7 separate regions of the Mus musculus genome follow, and all the other regions are linked to region 1. The links are chromatin contacts, called in public HiChIP or PLAC-seq and promoter capture Hi-C maps. All regions are on one chromosome and are shown on one strand. The core of a region is the stretch at or near the end of the contact, and the rest is flanking DNA. Distances in the headings are between cores, read along the strand shown. Region 1 holds the start of Ltn1 (listerin E3 ubiquitin protein ligase 1). Region 2 overlaps Gabpa (GA repeat binding protein, alpha). Region 3 overlaps App (amyloid beta (A4) precursor protein). Region 4 holds the start of Mrpl39 (mitochondrial ribosomal protein L39). Region 5 holds the start of Jam2 (junction adhesion molecule 2). Region 6 has its middle 41 kb from the start of Gabpa. Region 7 holds the start of Scaf4 (SR-related CTD-associated factor 4).

Evidence for each region. Promoter capture Hi-C pulls out the DNA fragments that hold promoters and counts their contacts. HiChIP or PLAC-seq counts read pairs in DNA pulled down with a chosen protein or histone mark.
Region 2: a contact with region 1 is called in a promoter capture Hi-C map of embryonic stem cells, with 11 times the contacts expected there. The contact joins the enhancer-like site here to the promoter of Ltn1 in region 1. A contact is called at or near these places in 17 of 39 promoter capture datasets (the 3T3-L1 cell line, 3T3-L1-derived adipocytes, the C10 cell line and 11 more), 2 of 484 Hi-C or Micro-C datasets (LSK cells and embryonic stem cells) and 1 of 115 datasets of contacts at active chromatin or transcription factors (embryonic stem cells).
Region 3: a promoter capture Hi-C map of liver shows a contact between it and region 1, with 5 times the contacts expected there. The contact joins the enhancer-like site here to the promoter of Ltn1 in region 1. A contact is called at or near these places in 4 of 39 promoter capture datasets (3T3-L1-derived adipocytes, cranial neural crest, hippocampal neurons and 1 more) and 1 of 115 datasets of contacts at active chromatin or transcription factors (astrocytes).
Region 4: a promoter capture Hi-C map of pre-B cells shows a contact between it and region 1, with 7 times the contacts expected there. The contact joins the promoter of Mrpl39 here to the promoter of Ltn1 in region 1. A contact is called at or near these places in 10 of 39 promoter capture datasets (3T3-L1-derived adipocytes, the HPC-7 cell line, cranial neural crest and 6 more), 7 of 484 Hi-C or Micro-C datasets (B cells, CD4 T cells, CD8 T cells and 3 more), 5 of 115 datasets of contacts at active chromatin or transcription factors (astrocytes, cardiomyocytes, embryonic stem cells and 1 more) and 2 of 9 other capture datasets (adipose tissue and liver).
Region 5: a promoter capture Hi-C map of stem cell-derived epiblast-like cells shows a contact between it and region 1, with 4 times the contacts expected there. The contact joins the promoter of Jam2 here to the promoter of Ltn1 in region 1. A contact is called at or near these places in 7 of 39 promoter capture datasets (the 3T3-L1 cell line, cranial neural crest, embryonic stem cells and 4 more), 6 of 115 datasets of contacts at active chromatin or transcription factors (all in embryonic stem cells) and 1 of 9 other capture datasets (embryonic stem cells).
Region 6: a contact with region 1 is called in an H3K4me3 HiChIP or PLAC-seq map of embryonic forebrain, with 7 times the contacts expected there. The contact joins the enhancer-like site here to the promoter of Ltn1 in region 1. A contact is called at or near these places in 4 of 39 promoter capture datasets (the C10 cell line, liver, pre-B cells and 1 more) and 3 of 115 datasets of contacts at active chromatin or transcription factors (astrocytes, embryonic forebrain and embryonic stem cells).
Region 7: a promoter capture Hi-C map of pre-B cells shows a contact between it and region 1. The contact joins the promoter of Scaf4 here to the promoter of Ltn1 in region 1. A contact is called at or near these places in 10 of 39 promoter capture datasets (the 3T3-L1 cell line, 3T3-L1-derived adipocytes, embryonic stem cells and 6 more), 1 of 484 Hi-C or Micro-C datasets (B cells), 2 of 115 datasets of contacts at active chromatin or transcription factors (astrocytes and large pre-B cells) and 1 of 9 other capture datasets (liver).

Annotation. Positions count from the first base shown.
Region 1 is chr16:87,431,334-87,434,098 of GRCm38.p6, reverse strand. It overlaps Ltn1 (listerin E3 ubiquitin protein ligase 1), which reads left to right and starts at 1,493. Exons shown (of 30, transcript NM_001081068.1): 1 at 1,493-1,673. The coding sequence starts at 1,632. Rwdd2b (RWD domain containing 2B) reads left to right here. Exons shown (of 5, transcript NM_016924.2): 5 at 1-768.
Region 2 is chr16:84,849,379-84,852,259 of GRCm38.p6, reverse strand. The region is part of intron 5 of Gabpa (GA repeat binding protein, alpha); the gene reads right to left. Among named protein-coding and RNA genes, the nearest start is that of Gabpa, 16 kb to the right of the region's middle. Within about 2 kb of position 1,294, at least 15 of the 459 cell types and tissues checked have an H3K27ac peak or open chromatin away from gene starts, as enhancers often do. A contact at or near this core is called in embryonic stem cells, where this site is marked.
Region 3 is chr16:84,994,227-84,997,036 of GRCm38.p6, reverse strand. All of the region lies in intron 13 of App (amyloid beta (A4) precursor protein), which reads left to right. Among named protein-coding and RNA genes, the nearest start is that of Gm10791, 23 kb to the right of the region's middle. Within about 2 kb of position 1,461, at least 18 of the 459 cell types and tissues checked have an H3K27ac peak or open chromatin away from gene starts, as enhancers often do.
Region 4 is chr16:84,733,895-84,736,595 of GRCm38.p6, reverse strand. Mrpl39 (mitochondrial ribosomal protein L39) reads left to right here and starts at 1,352. Exons shown (of 10, transcript NM_017404.5): 1 at 1,352-1,442; 2 at 1,983-2,189. The coding sequence starts at 1,379.
Region 5 is chr16:84,772,601-84,775,547 of GRCm38.p6, reverse strand. Jam2 (junction adhesion molecule 2) reads right to left here and starts at 1,425. Exons shown (of 10, transcript NM_023844.5): 1 at 995-1,425. The coding sequence starts at 1,061.
Region 6 is chr16:84,874,990-84,877,689 of GRCm38.p6, reverse strand. No RefSeq gene overlaps it. Among named protein-coding and RNA genes, the nearest start is that of Gabpa, 41 kb to the right of the region's middle. Within about 2 kb of position 1,434, at least 36 of the 459 cell types and tissues checked have an H3K27ac peak or open chromatin away from gene starts, as enhancers often do. A contact at or near this core is called in embryonic forebrain, where this site is marked.
Region 7 is chr16:90,282,952-90,285,826 of GRCm38.p6, reverse strand. It overlaps Scaf4 (SR-related CTD-associated factor 4), which reads left to right and starts at 1,324. Exons shown (of 20, transcript NM_178923.4): 1 at 1,324-1,824. The coding sequence starts at 1,795.

The DNA.
Region 1 (2,765 bases), core at 244-2,743:
CTGGCAGGGAGCTCATAACTACCTATATGTCTTTACTTCAGGGCATTTGATGTACTCTGTCCTCCAAGGGTGCATGCATGAACATAAACATGTAAATATATTTGGGGTATCAGATCCCCTGGAGCTGGAGTTACAGGAGGTTGTGAGGTACCCGGTGTGGGTGCTGGGAGCCAAACTTGGGTCCTCTGCAAGAGCAGTGCACCCTTTTAACCTCTGAGCCATCTCTACAGCTTGGTGGAAATTTCTTGACGTGAGCTGGATCTGAAGGCACATGCTTATAATCCCAGCACTTGGGAAGTAGAGGCAGGAGGATGGGAAGTTGAAGGCCAGCTGGGCTACACGAGGCTCTGTCTCATGAAACTTGAAAGACAAATTATATGTGAAGGTAATTTTGATGGTTCGACTTGCTAGGGATTTCCCACACTCTTCTGCCTTCACTAGGAACCTGGAAAAGCTGCCTGTTCACCCTCCTGGCCTCTCTTGCAGCTGCATTGGGCTGTAGGTTACAGTGCAGGATTTCTGGGGATGAATTTGCCTCTCTTCTCTTTCTGCCATGGCCCCTGAAGTGATGGCAAGAGAAAGGGCCAAGCTATCTCAGAGATGTCATTGTACAAGACACCTTGCCACATGCGGACCCAATGTTAATCCCAGCCTGTCTCCAGACCTTTGAAATAAAATGAAATTTTAAACAATCTGTGCTTGTTATCAGTAGTCAGAAGTTTGAAACTACCCTGTCTTTTAAAGTACAAACAGTATAAAGCCTTCCTCATTGGTGTTTGTGGTTCATTTCAAATTGCATGTGTTTAGATTTGGCCCCTATCTGGCCTTGCATCGCTGAAGACTGGGGCATGAGTAGAGCTCAAATGGTTTCTTGTTGTTTCTTTAAGACAGTGTCTCATGCCTATGTGACCTGATGATTCTTTTTTCTTTTTATTTCCTATTTCGAGATAGATTTTCATATATCCCAGGCTGCCCTTGAACTTTAAGTGTGCAAAGCTGACCTTAAATTTGTGATTCTCCTCTTCTCTGTGTCTTCAGTGCTGGTATTGGGAGGGTGTGCCAGCAGACCTGGTTTGCTCAATGTAGGGAATCAAACTCAGCCTTCAGGAATGCCAGGAAAGCACTCTACCAAGTTAGTCGCCCCAACTCCTCTGCTTTTATTATTTCATTTTATTTTTAAAGATTTATTTTATTTATATGAGTACACTGTAGCTTTCTTCAGACACACCAGAAAAGGGCGTCAGATCCCATTGCAGATGGTTGTGAGCTACCATGTGGTTGCTGGGAATCGAACTCAGGACCTCTGGAAGAGCAAATTCCTACACACTAGGAAGGAAATCTCTCCACTACAAATATCTCGGACAGGTTTGGCGCCACGGGCTCAACGCTGGTTTCTTATTGGTCAGCAGTGACGCCACTCAGGCAGGCGTGGCCTTCTTTGTTACGTTTCAGGCAGCGGATGGTCAGAGTCCTGACAGGGAGGCGGGAGCGGAAGTAGGAAGCCGAAAGGCTGGGAGGGCGAGGGGGAAGTGGCTACAGTGAATCCCCTTCCGGCGCGAGGGACCGGAAGTTGTGGCCCGCCCGTGTCAACTTCGGCTCTGCAGACTGAGAGCCGGGCTGCCACCGCCACCATGGGCGGGAAGAACAAGCAGCGGACTAAGGGGAACCTCAGGGTGAGTCCTGTGGTGATGGTAGCCCCGCGGCCTGCGGCCCGGGTGTCCAGAGGGCCGTGAGGGAAGAGTGTGACCTCCCGGTGTGTGCGTCCCCGCGGGTGGACAAGTCGAGGAGTTGGGACCCAAACGACGTTTCACGCCGGATCTGGGAAACGGAGCGCGCCCAGGGAGGGAGGTGTCATCGGGAAACGGTGACAGTGAGCACCCGGGCGGCCCTCGTGGGTGGCCGAGCTTGTGTAGGAGCTGTGGGAGGGAAGAAGCAAGCGTGGGCTTCACTCGCTCAGTCCCTCCTTGCCAAGGCCCGAGCCCGTCGGTGGTATGCCCGGTGTCAGGTCGGTGTCACCCGTTGGGTCTCTGGTCTCAAGCTTACCTCGCTTTTCCTGCTTCACTCTGGCCACCCTGAACTTGCCACGAACTTGGCTGGCCTGGCAGGCTTCGGATGGCCATATGTTAGGTGGCTCTAGATACCTTAATGCATCCTGTATAGCCCTGGCTGTCCTGGAACTCATTCTGTAGACCAGGCTGGCCTGGAACTCAGAAATTCTCCTGCCTCTGCCTCCCAAGTGCTGGGATTAAAAGCGTGTGCCACCACCACCTGGCGCTTTGAAAGTATCTTAAAGGCAGGTGTTTCTCTGCAGCCTTTATCCTGATGGATCACACACACATACACACACACACACACACACACACACACACACACAGTTCGCTTTTATAGACCTGTTCCACCATTTTTTTTTTAGATTTATTTATTTATTATATGTGAGTACACTGTAGCTGTCTTCAGACACCCCGGAAGAGGGAGTTAAATTTTGTTACAGATGGTTGTGAGCCATCATGTGGTTGCTGAGATTTGAACTCTGGACCTTTGGAAGAACAGTCAGTGCTCTTAACCACTGAGCCATCCTTCCAGTCCCTCATCTCTTAATTTATAAATTTTGCTGACCCTTAGGAGAGTTGATCTCAGTATTTAACACCCAAGTTCTCTACCTTATGTATTCTAAAAACAGTGTCATTCTTCATATAACATGTGAAACTTTAACCATGGTGGAGTACACAAATATAACATGTAGACTTACAATTTGTATTTCTACT
Region 2 (2,881 bases), core at 45-2,544, 2.6 Mb after region 1:
AATGAACCAGGAGTCACTTGGTTCTACATCACTTAGTCTGGAATTTTGTCATGAAAAACAAACTATAAAATTGTTCCCTGGTGCATCAAATGACAGCTAAAGTATATTATTACCTTGGAGATACTGGAGGACACTGCCCAAGCTCAAAATATTATTTTGTAGCACTGTAGAGTTGGTGCCTTGAAAAAAATTACCTGGTATACTAGGGAGCTAGCCTCACTCTTCGCATTGTGTACAATGCACTCTTTCCCCATCCCTCCCACTAACAAGCTGGTCACTGTGTACTCACGCTTGGTGGCACTTATGATATGGCATGCTAGCTTCCTGTTCACTCAACGGTCCCCCAGTGGCATCAAGTCCATAACTCTAAGGACTGTGTACTAAACCTGACTTTAGTCAACCAATGTGACTTGAATAGGCATTTGTTGAATGTATATAAAACATACTCAAATTATTTCATTTTGTCTGCTATTTTTACAAGCTAACCAAATTTGCAACCAGAAAATTAAAGACTGCCAGCATATTTAAAGATTGTATAACTATATTCCTGGCATCTAATTGAAGATATTACCTGTGGGCACTTAATTGCTTGGTTAATTCTGGCACTGGTACTCTTGCTTTAAGATGATGGTTTACATAAGTAGTATTGGCCAGATACCCAATGAATGAGTGCTATTTTGTAAGAAAATGTGTGTAAAAGTAACAACTAGTCAAGGAATAATTTATGGCAAAAAAAAAAAATAGACAAAAGAAAAGCCACAGAGATGGAAGGATGTCTAGAAGATGAGAATATAGTTTATTTTCTCTGAATGTACATAGAAAATTAGGAAAAGTAACTGAGAGTAAAAACAGAAACCCATAGATGCTTACAAAACCCAGACACACACCCAGGGTCTACCACAGAGTCCATATCACACACGGGTGAAGACAAAGCAGCTTCTATAAGATACTGGGTGTGGCCATACTCTGTAACCCCGAGTGAAGTGGTTTGAGGGCAGCTTGGCCAACAGTCAGCTCTCATCTCAGAAAGGAAAATAATCTACAGGAGCTCTAGGTTCCACACCTATCAGAAGCACAGTGACCTCAGCAAGCCTGACGGGAGCCAACAGCCGTCCCTAAAGCACAACAAGCCAAGACGGAACACAGCCAAAGAACAGTCTTCCTCGTGCAGCAGCGGCCGAATGCAGGGTCCAAAGGGACGGAATGCAAACGCAAACGGTGAGAAGCCCAGGGATGTGCGGGCAGGGAATGGCAGAGAAGCCTTGGGCAAAAAGGAAGTGGGAAGGAAACAACAAAAGAGAAAGTAAACCACACCTATATACCTGGGAGTTTGAGGCAGGAAGATCAAAGGTTCAAGGCCTGCCCGAGCATTTTAAAGAGACTATGTCTCACAAAAGGAAAAAAAAAAAAAAAAAAAAAGGAAAAGACGGCTGAGGATATGACTCAGTGGTACAGGAAGGAGAGAAAGCGAGAGAGACGGAATGGTGGATGATGAAGGGGTGGTAATATATGAGAATGAATAAGGCAGTAAACAAGAGCCGAGAAAGCAAGCCACTCAGCACTAGTGTGCTACCTGACAACAACAGAGGTGGCTCTGAGCTAGCCAAGCTACCATGAACCACACCTCCCTTTAAAATATCTAAGAAAGCAAACTCATTTTACATTAAAAAACTTACAAGAAACTTTTAGTATCAAGTAAGGTGGGAAAATATCAGTCTGATTTGTTTTCCTTAAATACTACCAGGACAACTGGTTTAGTATATTGAATTGGCTATGTGTATTTTGTCTCTTTTCTCAAAGTAATAATGAAATACCAGAAAATCAGTATTGTTTTGTTTGTGTTTTTTAAGATGTGCAAACACAGGAACTCAGATATAAAATCAGAGATGGAGGGGAGATTTCAGCTAGTTCTTAAAATCAACAAGCTGGGCAACAACCAATTTATTCAGTAAAGAGAAATTATGATCAAAAGTATCTGTACAGGAGGATCCCAGTTTAAAATGAGAACTCCTTGCTCCAAAATTTATATTATATTGCTCAGGATGTGCTGACTCTAGACACAAGTCAGGCAGGGGCACACACTTAGTATATGGCGAGATTATTCGTTTAAGGACACACGTTACAATGGATAAATAGTAATGCATAAAATACAGTGAAGGAAAATATTCTTTCTCACTATAACCAAACTAAGAGAAAGACCAGGCACAAAGAGCAGATGAAAGAGTCACAATGCGTTGCCTCTGAGTGTTTCCTACAACACTAATGGGACGGGGTCAGGAAACGTAAAAGTGAGCTTTACCGTGCTATGCAGACAGTACCATCAGCAGAGCAGAGGAAAACAAATACTGTTTGGAAGGGTAAAGTAGAGCATCTTCTTCAGAACCCTTTCTAGACAATCTGTAAACGGAATGAAAGCATGGTGCCTAGAGAACTGGCCAAAGCTACAAAAATGGATAATGGAGGAGCCAGCTGATGTCAGAGACCAGGGGCGAGAGGCCAGCTCTGGTCACGTGGAGACTGCGTCCAGATATAAGTGAGAAAGAGAAAAGCCAACAGCTGACCACTCGGTGTAGGAGAAAGAAACTCTTCATACGTACCCAAACCTATGGAACTAAAAACAGGACAGTTAGGGGAGGCTGAGCAGGAGGACATCTGTGAGGACAAAGGCAAGCTGGGCTATATAGGATACCCTGGGCTAGAATGCCAGACAACTAATCAAACAACAAAAATGAAGTCAATACTCTCTCTGCTCAGAAACTTAACAGTTGTCTAACTACACTCATGGTTCTACCACAAATGAGCAGTGCTAAAGTGACGAACTTAAACCAAAGTGACAAATCAGGCTGTGAACGGGAGAGGGAAGCAGATGCCTGCGATCCAG
Region 3 (2,810 bases), core at 212-2,711, 2.4 Mb after region 1:
ATGGATGTAAATGATACACAGCTTGTCTTCAGAGAGAGATGTTTTTGCTATTGTTAGATCTTTTTTAGGGGAGGTGGATTGGGAAAATGACTCAGTAGGTAAATCACAGGCTGCCCAAGCTTGAAGACCTGAGTTTGAATCTCTCTCCCCTCCCATGTAAAAATGGACATAGCATCATCTGTAGTCCCTATACTCCTACAGGAAGATGGGAGGCAGACACAAAAACCTGGAAGCTCACAGCATGAGCAATAAACAAGAGACCCTGTCTCAAACAGGTTGGAAAGCAGAGACTGGAGACTGACAACTGAGGCTGTCCTGGGACCTCCACCTACACACCAAGTTGTATAAATGCCTGTACTCACATACAAGCACATGTACATACATCATACATACTAATACTCTCTCTTGAGTGATGTTGCCTGTAAAACTATAGAGCTGTAAAGGATGGAAGATATTCAAAGACTCGGGTTCTCTCTCTCAGACCCCCCTTTAGGCTGCCTACCCCAGTGTCCTTAGACTTTAGAACAACCGCAGTACAAGGTGTTGGCTGTGAATACTAAAGTTCAGGAACTACCGGTGGAAATGGTTGGGCCTAAGAGAACTATGAGTGTGAGATGATCTGCTTTCTTCCTCCAGGATATTACACGTGCTCATGTGAGCTTAGAGCTCTTAATTTGTATGTAACTGGGTAAAGGGAGAGGACTATTTCCTAATGTGCTACCTACCATCTTCCCCTCGGATTTATTAGAGTAGGTGATGCCAGATAAAATGGGTTCAACCAATTCTTTGAGTTTCTGTTTGTTTCTCTGTACTTTGTCCGGAATCTTTTATCCAAAGTCCTTGGGATTGGAAATGTTTCAGATTTCAGAATTTTTCAAATTCGGGGCACAACGCTACCAGTTATAACTAGCTATCATCTTCAGTCCAAAGAGCTGAGATTCGGAATGCTTTGAAAGCTTTAGCTTTCAGAACATCCCACATGTAGAGTCTGAGAGCAAGCCCATGCAATATAGGTATTCAGAATATATCAGAGAGCAACAGTAACCCTCACGTTTACTACTGAAGACCAACCTGAGCCGTTTCCAGTCTGCTGCTGGCAATGTCTGTGATCCTGAGCAAAATGGGAGAAAGCTGTCTCAAGAAAAAGAGGTGGAAGCCAAGGGAAGGGCTTTGTAATGTGTTCAGGCCTATAGGAGTGCGGTTAGCGCTGAGCCTGTGTTTACATTCCCTCGTTCCCTTAGGCAGGGAGCCAGTGTCTTGCACTGAGTGTTTTGTTTTCTCCCACCTTAAGGAGAAGCCTTCTTATACCTAAAGCAGAAAGTACCTCCTTCAGGTGCAGGAGGGAAAACTTAAGCAATCTGTGGATTGCTCAAAACACAGTCTGTCCTTTGATAAACCAGGCATCGCCCTGCAAGTCAAACATTGTATGAAAATGTGAGAGGTTTGGCAGACTGTTCTCTTTGATGTGGAGAGAGAAAAGCTGGCTTCCTTTCCCACATTCAGCTCGGGTCTGCATCTACCCTGCTGCTAAGAGGCTCTTCAAGGGAACTTGAAAGTGGTGCCGGACCCTCCAGCTTTGCAGATTAAGGATCTAGGGTGATTAACTGATTTGATCAAAATCAGAGACTAAAACTGGTCAGGGGTCGAGGGCTTCTTCACATCTTGCCAGAGTTCTTCAGAAATCAAAGTGAGTTTTAAATACCTGGGGTGTGAATAAATGAGACAATTTTCTTCCATTAAAGAAAAGTGGCCACGAGGAATGGGGAACCCTTTGTAGACATCAGAGTGTTCAAATATGGCCTTGTGTCCAACACGGCCTTGTGTCCAACACAGCCTTGTGCCCGGAGCTTGCCACGAGTTGAAGCGAGCATCTAAGCTGGCAGGTTCCGGTCCCTCGGGAGTTCATCCTGTCATTTCTGCATGTCTGTCCCTTACTCCGCTGACAGTAAACAGTGTCTACATTTTTCAGGATCTTACTTCAGTTGCTGTAAATACTTCAACAATCTGAAAGTCTCATTCAGAAGCCACTTAGGAAGAAAAGTTACTCTCAGTGGAAATTGGTATCCTGGAAGTCACTGTGTCTCAATGCATACTTGGGACCAAGTAAAGTATAATGTGGAGGAGTTCTTGTTTAAAATACCGGGTCTTGAACTCTTCCTCACACTCAGAGAAATCAACTCATCTTCTACTTCAAATGATTCTTGAATAATTCAAAAGGTTTAATGTTTATATGTGCTAGTAAAAATACAAGCTTTTGTAGAAAATTGAGAGTGTATTTGTATATATCTTTGACCTAAAAAATTAAACATTATTAATGTATCCTACATGAAGTTAGACCAGTCTTTCCCTTCAGTCTCTGATTTACAGTGTTCTGACTTACAAGATTTTCTGACATTGTAGCGAGGAGAAAGTAATGTGTTTTGAATCATAATCCGTCCCCGGGTCACTACATGTGGTGCCAGCATACAGCACTGCGTGGCAGGTCCTTATCTTAGTCAGGGTTACCACTGTGCTCAAACACCATGGCCAAAGCAGCTTGGGGAGGAAAGGGTTTGTTTGATCTACACCTCCACTTCACTATTTATCGTCAAAGGAAGTCGGGACAGGAACTCAAAAAGAGGTAGGAGCTGATGTGGCGGCCTTGGAGTGGTGTTGCTTACTGGCCTGCTTTCTTATAGAACCCAGAATCACCTGCCCAGGGAGGGCCCCACCCCACCCCCATCAATCACTAATTAAGAAAATCTCCCACATACAGGCATGTGTGCAACCTAATCTTGTGGAGGCATTTTCTCAGCTGAGTTTCCCTCCTC
Region 4 (2,701 bases), core at 103-2,602, 2.7 Mb after region 1:
CCTTCCAGCAAAATTACTTTCTGCGATAGTAGACGCTCCAATCAGCTGTGTGCAGATGTGCTTATGATTAATTTTTCTCAAGCTAACGTCCAGAGGATTGTTTTAAATGTGGCCGTGAACTATAGTTTTCGGGGTGGGGTGAAATGGACACAATCTCTAAAAGCTGTGAAGCTGAAAGCTTTCAGGGGAACCATAGAACATTTAAGGAAGAAACACACATGCACGCTCACACGCGCGCACACTTTTCCAGAGTTGATTTAGAACTTCTATTGTTAGGAAAAGGTGTGTTAAGTAGCTAAAGGCTTCTCCAGCTCCTACCTAAGCCTTCTTGAGGAGGGATTGCAGGCATCAGTCACTATTCTCGGCCGAGGACTTTACATGAGATAGGCCAGTACAATATTGAATGGTTGAATCCAAATTTATACTTACATGTCTTGCCTTAAAGATGAGGAAAGGTCTTAACACTTTCCCTATGCAATTGTAAACATGTATTATTTGGGCCAAGGAGACAGCACATTTGTGTGGCATAAAACATAGCATTTGTGACCGAGCTTACCCTTCCGCCTGGTGGCAGTGTGTGCTCCACCACAAGTTAAAAGTAGGGATCATGTGAAAATTCCTGACTAAATTTATAAAACTATATTGGTTCATTGGTTCAGCTTTGCAGAAGTAAAGAATGCTGCTCCAACGGGAACGTGCTGGCACCACAAAGGCGTTAGATGTAGCAGTGTGTTTTTACCAACCGTCATAACAAATATTTGCTGAGCTGCCAAGCACGGTTTGCGTTTCTGGGATACATCCAGGGACGAGACACAGATTCCCGGTTACTCCGTGCAGTCGTGCCTAGATCATTCGGAAAAGAGTTCTAGGACGTTCTTTGCAAAATCAACACGACGTGTTTCCAAGAGCCCAGGAACGTGGCCGACTAAACGGTGAACCGGGTTCAGCCCCACTGCAGCCGACCTGAAACTCACTTTTGCAAACCTCTTTTATTTCCACCCTCTAGAGTTGTACCCGGCGTGGCTGGCCAGACTGTCAAAGACGTAACGCAAAGAGTCCTCCTCTAATTTTTTTCTGCCGGGAATCTGGAACCCTCGTGAGACAAAGGCGCCTGTGTGACTCCTCTGTCCAATAGACACTTCTGCGACTCCTCAGGGCAGCCGGTCGTCCCCGAGCCAAGGACAAGACTCGCAGCGCGGCCAAGGGTGAGCCATCCAAGGAGAGGCGCGCATGCGCCCCCGCGTGGCTCGGCGCGCTCCTAGCATCCGGTCCCGAGCTGATCAGTCCTACGGAACCTCCGCCGCGGGTTCCGCGTTTCCGGGGGAAGAGGGACGAGAAGGACCGGGACGCCGAGCTACCTTGGCTACTTCGGGAAGCCATGGCTACCGCGGTGGGAAGGCTGGTTCTTCGGCGGCCCGGCGCGGGCGGCGGGGCTCGCTGGAGTGAGTTTTTTGTGTTCCCGGTGTGGGAAGACAATCTGGGGTGCAGGAATCAGGGAAAGAGAAGGGATGCGGGCATGGGCGGCTCTTGTGGGGGGTTTTAGGAGCCCCAGTCTTCGGCAAACATGTCCCCATCTCCCAGGGAGTGAGGACTCGCGCTTGCCTAGCCAAGTCCCTTGCTTTGGGGTGTGGAAGAAAAGTTCAGCATTTCTCATGCTAGCTATTGATCGTTTGGACACGGGGATTCCGCCTTCCTGGAGCGTTCTCCTCCCCTCCAGACCGTTTCCAACTACAACTTTGCTCTCCTTCCCAATCGAGTCTGGTTTTAGGACGCCACTGAGGAAATCGGTGGTGATGTGAGAGTAAATCAGAGCCCAGCGTTTTTGTTTTTTGTTTTTTCGTTGTTGGATCCTAAATTATTAACATTATAAAGTGGTTCAAGTTTGCCTCAGTCGAATTTTTGACTTATGTTCTGCAAAATTCTACCGTTTTCAATACTTGTTACAGGTCCAGAGTAAACTACGTACTTTGCTTTCTTAATAGGATTTATAGCGACGTCGCCAGCTGCCGAGCTGTCACCCACGGAGCTGACAGAAATGCGGAATGATCTGTTTAACAGAGAGAAAAGCAGGCAGTTATCGTTAACCCCCCGAACGGAGAAGATCGAAGTTAAGCATGTTGGGAAAACTGATCCCGGCACTGTCTTCGTGATGAATAAAAACATCTCAACCCCTTACAGTTGTGCCATGCGTAAGCAGCAGAACAATGTTGACCATTTTACACGCGCTGTGCAGAGCACTGCAGAGGGGAACATGCTGTCATTACTTGGCGAAGCTGTAGAATTTATTTGCAGCCATTTTGCCACCCACTGTCCCCTTTGTTTTGTGGGTACGGTGGGTATCGTAGCATTTCTCTGCTGTACAGGTTGTCTCCCTAGTTTGTCTGAATATGACTATGTAATATGCATGTTCTGGGAGCATTTATCTAGCAGGTCTCATTAAAGTATTTTGAGGGTTGTTTTTTTGGTTTGTTTTGGTTTGTTTTTTTCTTGAGTTTTCATTTATTCTACCTTTATCTTTTTAGTTTTTTTTTTCCCCCCGAGTATATGTCTCATCTCCTTCCTACTTGTCCCATGTTGTGGTTTTATCTAGTATAGGTACTAAATGTGTGAATGGAAACATAAGTATAGTGAATGCTGACGTTAATTGTTTTGTTTCTATTGTTAGAGAGGTCGTTGGCTGTAAAGGTACTGATAGGATTTG
Region 5 (2,947 bases), core at 176-2,675, 2.7 Mb after region 1:
AGCCTCAGCGTTAGTGTTAAGACGTTCGTCGGGCAGAATAATTGAACTACTATTAAGTACTGTGACTAGAACTTGAACCTCAACAATAACACATTTACCCCTCCCTAGTGAAGAAACCAACAGAACAAAAGATAACAGGGAGGGGGAGGGTGTTTATCATCATCATCAACAACAACAACAACAACAACAACAAGGACTTCCTCACTTAAAAATAGATAGTAATTTCCTACCTTTTCCTAAAAAGTTAACGCGAAGAAAACAAAAATCAAATTTCAAATCACATTAGGCCAGCACCCGCGCAAATCCTCTTTCAAAGTACCCAGAGAAACTAAACTGGCTTTGGGACGCCTCCGCAGCTATGCCAGCTGCCAGCTCGCTCATTCATCGCCTGCGCCTTTCTAACAATCCTAACAGCCAGTCCCGCTGGCTGGACATCCCCTGAGGACACGGCAGCTGGCTGGAGCGGACAGACTTCTCTAAGCCGGTTTTGCAGGCGTAAAGGCGAAAAGCTACTGGGGCTCAGCTAATTTCACCCCGCTACCGCCTCTAAAGTGCTTTACCCAGCACCTTGCCCGGGGCAGCTGGGACCGTAACCACTGATCCCTCAGCCGCAGCTACTTAAGAGTGGCCTTCGCCAACCCCGGATGCCATCTTTCTTGGGCTCTTCGCATCTTGAATACTTAGAGAGTTTTGCATTCTGATCACGTCCCGGTGTCTTTGAAAACTTCCTCGGACTTTGCAAGGAGATGAGGATCGTCTGTTTTCTTCAATTCTTAACTGCCCAGATCCAACACTATTTACAAGACGCACAGGACTTCAGTCTCCCTGCCCAGAGCCTGCCCTCATCCAGATTACCCTCCGTGCTCCCAGACTGCAAAGCCTGGCGCCCCGAGACAGACCCCCTAGCACTGAGCGCCATGCCTGCAGGCGAGGGTCCCGGAGGCTGGTATAGCCAGACCGGAGGGTGGAAAGGACTGTTACCCCAGAGACTTACAGTCCAGGGCGACGATCAAGTAGTGTAGCAGCAGCAGCATCAGGAGGCCTTGGGGGCTCCTCGCCATCTACGCGGGCGCCAGCTGGCTGCCTAGCTGAGGGTCCCCCTGCAGGAGCGCGACAGGCGGCTGGGTCTCCCAGCACTTCGCCCGGCGGCGGAGCAGAGGAGGTCCCTGAGAGGTGGAAGCAGAGGGGCGGGTCCTGTCCCGATGTCAGTCTCTCCGGTCTGGGGTGTCTCCAGCGACTGTCGTGGGGGCAGGTCTTCTGGCCCTAGGACGTGGTGTCTGGGACAGTCCTTCTTTTGAAGGGTGGAAGAGGGTTGAGGGGAGGGCGTGGACGCGGGACGCGGTGTCCGCAGGGTCCTAAGCGAGTGGCGGCAGAGGACTAGCCTCTTGAGGGAGAACCCTGCAGGTCGGCCCCCCGCCCCCAGACTGATCCGCTTTGTGTCTAGTCCCGCGCTAGGCTGCCAGCTGTCCCCAGGGCGAGGAGCTGGGGGCAGGAGGAGCGCAGCCGGGTGGGATGGGCAGGGTGTGTGTGTGTTGGGAGCGGTAGTGGCTCGGTCTGTCTCGCCATGTCTCTCCTCTTGGCGCAAAAAAACTTCCTTTTCAGTGTTTTGCCTAGCGTGGGAGATATTTTTTGGAAAATTTCTATCTAGCGGACAAAACCGCTGGCGAAGCGCTCTTAAAGTATAGGGGCATGAGCTCAGCCCCTGCCTCTAGAAAGGGGGGGTGGGGAGGGGCGGAGGGGGCGGGGGACAAAGGCATCACTCAAGTTGCAAGTCAGGTCCCAGATTTTATCATCAGGCTTAGCCTCTTCTGGCTTCAAGTCCGTCCTCCCCGTCCCCCCAACCCCTTAGAGAGTTAAGGTGTGTTCTGGGCTCTTGGCTTCTTAGTTGTCATCTGGAAGTTCATCTAACGGTGTGAAATATTTATCTTGTTTCTTCCCCGTTATGTAACTGCCGCCTGTGGAGTTTTCCACATGTTAAAACTCTACAGCTGCCCTTTTGTCAGGTTTATTTTTGGTCTCATGTGCTTTTAAAAGGGAAATCCATTATGAATGCTCCAGTGCGTGCTTTAAAATTGACCCGCACTTCGGAAGCGTGCACTTGCAAAGGCGATTTTCACATTTCCTCTCCAGAACTGATGGCTGGGGCATTCAAGAAAATTGACCCGTCTGTGTAAAGGCCGTTGTCAGGTGAAGACATTTTTTAAAATCGTTTTAAATAAAGCTAAATAATAAATAATTATGTGTAGAGGATGGCTGATTTAGTGGTGGACCACTTACAAAGAATTGAGCCAGCCTTGCGGACAAAGGCTTAAGATATACTTAGATATGCAGAGCTGTGAGGAATGAGGCATCCCCACTGTTGCCTGGGCAACAGTGATGAAAGCTTTGGCCCTCATGGGGAAGGGGAGGGGACAGAAGACCCCTGAGGGCAAGAAAAGCAAAGTTAAAAAAAAAAAAAAAAAAAAAGGCAAAAATGGAGCTGGTAGCCCAAACTCACAAACAGTAAGGGAGTAAGGGTGTCATCTAACTTAAGACTTAAGGCAAAAAAAAAAAAAAAAAAAAAAAAAGACTTAAGGCCTGTGCTCAGAGACAGGTTAAGTCAATTGTCCTTGACAATCCAATTAAAAGAGTCAAATTAGTCGTGAAAACTGAGAAGAGAAAGGGAGAGATATTGATTGATTGATTGATTGATTCGATATAGCCACATTGTAGAGTTCCAGTGAACCCCAAGTCTGTCTTTGGGGCCCTGAAGTGAGATAAAATACAGAGCCAAGGATCCACACATCCATGCAGCCCACATCTAAGCCATTGTCTGGTCTTCAGTCTCGTCCTATAGGGTGGTAAGACAGGTTCTTAGAACCACGGGAATTGTGAGTGGCCCCTCTAGATGGCGCCTCCCCCTTCTCTCGGATGAGATGCCTTGGGGAAATATCCATTGCCTTGGCAT
Region 6 (2,700 bases), core at 185-2,684, 2.6 Mb after region 1:
AGCTTGCTACAATACTGATCTGCCTGGCAAGATGTGATAACTGGTATAGTGCTAGTATCAAAAATAGGGTAACTCTATTTTTGCTGGATTTGATATTTGTTCCACAGGAAAGAATTTCAGATCTGGAACTAAAACACTCATCACGAATCCATGGCTTGGGAAACCCTGGGTCTTAGGTTGGAACCTATTGTTATTTTGCTAAGTGGTCACATTCCCTTGAGCCTTTACAGCTCATTTCAATATTTCAGCGACTGATCAGAAATACGGTCAGCCTTCCATCTCTACAAGGTCCAGACCAGCAGCTTCAACCAACTGTGTATAAAAATTGTTTGAAAAATTACATCTGGCCAATCATGACATACCAATCATGACATAAACGCCGATAATATCAGTACTTGGGAGGTGGGGGCCCAAGGGTCGGGAGTTCAAGGCCACCTGCAGCTATGCAATGACTATAAAACCAATCCTGGGCTACAGAGAATGTTCAAAACAACAACAAAAAATGTTTTATCTGATAGTTGTTGTGGATTTCGTCTAATGCTTATATTATGTTAATTGGGTTCCCAAAATTGCACAAGATGATGAGGGTCCCTGCCCCCAGTTGGTTCTGATTGGTGAATAAAGTGGCCGGCAGCCAATGGCTGAGCGGTGAGACAGAGGCAGGACTTTAGGATTCGTGGGCAAGGGGACCTACAGAAGGATTGAGAACTGCCACGACAGGAAAGAAGAAGGACGAGGCCTAAGAAGTGCAGAAGAGAGAGCAGGGAAAAAAAGCCCCAGTCCCTACCCCCACCCATTGGGTCTAGGACAGTAAGTGTAACTCAGGGATATTGGGAAGTGTAGCCATGTGGAGTTCTGGGAGTGACCCAGCCATTGAGCTGTTAAGGCACATTAAACAGTGTGTGTGTGTGTGTGTGTGTGTGTGTGTGTGTGTGTTTGTGTCTGTGTGTCTGTGTGTGTGTCTGTGTGTGTCTTTCATTCAGGAACCCAAAACATTGGGGCGAGTATCGAGAAACACGCCCCTGCCTAGTCGATTTGAGAGGTTAATTGACAACTGCTAACAGTTAGTGACCAAAAACAAACCATTTTCCTGTCACTACCCCTAAATGGCACCGTTAAACAATCATTTACAGAGTGCTCACAACGTTCTATGTATTAGTCTAGAGGCGACCTAGGGAGTTTGTGCTTGTGTTATATGCAAATTCTTGCCCTATGAGTGTTGCGCACCCTCAAAGTCCGGTGCCTGTGTCTGGAGTCATTCCCCATGGACAGCAGAGGACAGTCGTCTGGAGGGTTGCTACAAGACTATCCAAGATGCAGGTGTCTTTGGCACAAACCCCTCCTCAGGCTTCTCTCTTGGGCCACTGAGCCTCATCAGCAGGGTCCTCCAGCCTCTTGACAGGGACGTACATGCTGAACACAGTGCTCATGCTCTGGCAGAATTCCAAATGAATGCTGTTTCCATGGGGAGCACCGTCGTCAACTCTCGGATTCCAAGGCTGTGTTGTGTGTTGCCTCCATGCCTAGAATTCCCTTCAACTTCACCCAGACCCTTCTTCCTTCAGTGGAGCCATTCAACACCTCGACAGGAACAACAGAATTTTAAACAGATAAAATCCTCTAAGTTTAAGAAGGAGGAGGTGAGGAATAACTGCCCACTAAGCCAAGGTTTAAACGTGAATAATACTGTGTTCATAAGAAAACAAAAAATCACCTTTCGCACAAAGCGTGACACCAAGCACTGGTCTCTTAAACGAGACCCTCCTTGGAAATGATATCCCTGCGGAGACAGGTTTCATAACAGACAACATTTGTGTAGCTTCAACTCCATCGCTTTGTATGTGTGAGCAGCGCAATATGCTCTGCAGGGAGTGTGAAGGAATACATCTGTTTACCTCCTTGCACAGCTGAGTAAGATCTGAAAAATATGTTTTCCCATTTCAAAGGGGAGAAAAAAAAACCCAGGGAGTCCTTGTTGATGAACAGTTTTTAGTTACATAAATTTCTTTACCTTGCCATTTAGACTACATGTGTGACTACCAAAACAGCTGGCGGGGCTCAAGCACACACTGTTTATTTTGGAGCTGTGATGCGGCCAGGCAGACATTTTTAATCCTAGAATTTTCAGCCACTTTGAACTGGGGTAACTGTTCTTAATAAACAACCCTGGGCTTGCTTCGGACTTTCCTGTCGTGTCCTGGTGACATGGAGGGAGAAGGATTGGACCTCAACCCATTGCTGGAAAGGTAGCCTGCGGCTTCCCTCTACAACTGTCTGCCAAGCTCAGATGCCAGCCAATGAGCTCCAACGCAGGGAATCTGCGAGTGACTGCAATATGACACAGGCTGATTTAGTGACTTATGCGCTGCGTCACTGCGAAGGCCAGTGATGCCGACCACCTGCAGAATCACTACAGCTTAGTCTGTACGTTTGTTGTGCCGGCTCATCAGCTCAGGCACAAGCGTTCTCCCCGTCACTGAGTCCAAAGGAAAACAGCCGCCACCACACATTTATCGTCATCTCCAAAATGTGTCCCTGTCCTTTTGCTTTGGCCACGCTTTCCGATTTGCATCCTTCTTCCTCTCGCGTCTCGTGCCAGCCGAGGATGCCTTAGCCACAGTGACCTCAGCTGGAAAACTCTGGAACTGGGACCTCGCCTTATCCCAGAAACCTCACTCTCATGGTTTCATTTTTATTATT
Region 7 (2,875 bases), core at 75-2,574, 2.9 Mb before region 1:
GACAGGGTTTCTCTGTATAGCCCTGGCTGGTCTCGAACTCAGAAATCCACCTGCCTCTGCCTCCCCAGTACTGGGATTAAAGGCGTGTGCCACCATGCTGGGCCAAACACCTTGTTCTTAAACACCTCTGCTCCTTGTCTGTCTGACTTTTCAGCTCCTGTTAGCTGTGCAGTATTGAATCCCAGGTATCTACCTCCTCTCAGCCATTTTCCTGGACTTTACCCATATCGCAAAAGCCCTCAGTTAACTATCCCAGGGACAGCTCAGATGGCTAGAGCCCGAAAAGATAACCGTCTAGCCAGATAAACTTGGGCATGGTGGTTAACTGAACTAGGCTGACTTAAATGAGGACACTGTTCATAGGCATTGACAAAGATTAGCCATTACGCCCTCAAACTCATTCCTTCCTTAAATTATTACCAAGTTGACGCAAACCCAGCACTCATGTCCTTCAAGAAGCAGTGTGCATCTTCCCTCCGGAACACCATTCTGTCTTTCCTCCAGTGCCTGATACCTTCAGCCTCATCATCTCCAGGGCCCGAAGCCATGCTGTTCCTGGCCCCACTTTCTTCCGCATGCATACTTTGCAGGATGTCAACCTGCATGATGCCCCCTTAAGAACAAAATCCTAACTCTGCTAGGATCTGGTCTCGGTAGGGCCAGTTGCTTTCCCTAAGTACCAGCCGGTTGTCCTCCAAGGAGAGGTGATAGCACAGCGCGCAAGGTCCAGAGGGCCCCTCCTTTCTCGAATTCTTTTAGGATGCTCGCCCTTTTCTACGGGAAGTAGTCCCCAACTTCCAGTACGAGTCAGGCCTTCTAGCTTTTATACTCATGCTCCACAAAAGTGAGGTTTCTACAGAAAAACTTTCATTTTTCACACACCCAACAGACAGCGGTCGCAGCGCGCGGCAGGCGGTGAGAACTCAAGTGAATCAGAACACACTTCTGCCGAGAGCGACCCAACGGGGTTTGGGGAGATTAGCGTTAGGGGTTCAGGAGCCCAGTCCTCGGAAGTTGCTCAGGGCGTCCACCAGGTCCGCACGCAAGTCGAAGCAGGGGACTTGGAGACTGCAGACGCTCACCCTCCGCGCTTTGTTTGTCGCAGCAGCAGGGCGCAGTCCTGCCCGGACACAATGCACCCCGGGAGCCGTCGTCCGGATCCTGAGCCCAGAAGACGGGAACTCTCCGCAGCCGCAACCGGCGGGAAAGCGCGCGACAACGCGCGGTCACACGCTAGCGGCTCGGCGCCGGTGGGGCGCGGAGGGGCGGGGCGTGGGCGGAGCCAAGCACGAGCGGGGCGGAGCCGGGCTCAGGAAGCGCTTGGAGGCCCGAGCTGTCCCAGGGTGCTTCGCGCGGCGTGCACTCGGGTCGCTGCCGCCATCCTGCTGGCGAAAGAGAGGAGAGAGACAGAGAGGCCCGCCCGCTCGCCGGCCGGGCCAGTGTGGGCCAGTGCGTGAGGGAGGGCGCGGGGGGCCGTGTCAGCGCGACGCAGAGCGCAGCCGCCGCCGCCAAACGGACATGTTGGAGCCCCGCGCTGCCGCCGCCTCCCATCCCTCCTCCGGCGCACGGGACTGAGCAGGGGCCCGCCGCCTCTGCCTGCGCTCGACCGGCCCAGCCTCGCCGCCTCGGCCGCAGCCCCTTCCTGCTCGGCCTCCGCCGCTCGTCGCCTCCCGTCCTCCTCCCCCTCCACGCCCAAGGGCCCTGCCGGCACCCGGCCCTACTCAGCCGCCGCTCCAGGTCTAGGTGACCGGCGGGCCCGGAGCAGCCGCAGCCGCCGCCGCAACGCGCGCGAACATGGACGCCGTCAACGCCTTCAACCAGGAGGTGAGGAGTGCTTGGGGTTAGGGCTGGTGCGGGCCACGCCGGGGCCGCTTCTCTCGCTGCCCGAGGGCTTTCGAGCACCGAGTCCGGGCGGGGACGCTTCCTGCCCCGGTTCCGGGGCAGCGGGCCTGGAGCCGGGGAGAGGTCGCGGCCACCGCCGGGGGCTGACCCCGCGCCCCTCCCCCGCCAGTGCCCCTTCGCCCCCTTCCGGCCTGTGCCGACTCCCGCTTCTTCAACGTGGCCCTTATGCTGCTCCCGGCCCCGTTATCGGCTTTACGGGGCCGGGATCCCGCCAGGGGCTGCAACGGAGCGCTCGGCCGACTCAGGGGCGGGAGTTCCCGCGAGTCCCGGGGCCGGCGTAGCAGCCGCCTGGGTTCTCCTGTTGCTCAGGCCGCGGCGCTGCGCGGCGGCCGCTGGACTCTGATCCCGGTTGGCGGAGACTTAGAGAGGGTGTCTGCCCTCCCACCTCCTGGATTGACACGCTCACAAATGAACATAGAGCGGTAGTTCCCTTGGCCTTTCTATCTAGAACGTGCCCTTTCTGTACATCGTGACACCTAAAAAGTTGAATGGGAGAGCAAAGTGTACGCCCCATTTAGTCCGCTAGTAAGGCTGCTTGGGTCTCCACCTGCTCACCCTCGCACCGCCCTCTCGGGGTACTTAATCCTCAGCTCCCTTCCTCAGGGACATTTACATGTGAAAACCTCCCCAAACCGGGAACAAAGCTGCCTGCCGCCTTAAAGCTCTCTAGTTGTATCTCTGATCGTTCCATGTGCTGCTTAGGGGCATAAAGTCCATACTATCTTATTTATCTGAATGGATGTGGGAGGAGGAGACGACCACTGATGCTTTAAAACGCAGTTACAGAGTGGAAACTATTGTGAATTAAGTTGGGGTATGTTTCCCGTTTCAAATACCACTGAAGGAATCTGATGTCATAGTTTGACACGTGTTGATGTGGTGTCAGAACTTGCTCCATCTCACAATGAGATTTCTGTGGCTCAGTTCGCAATAGTATTAGGTTGTTACTTCTCTTTCTATTCGTAGCGCTGCA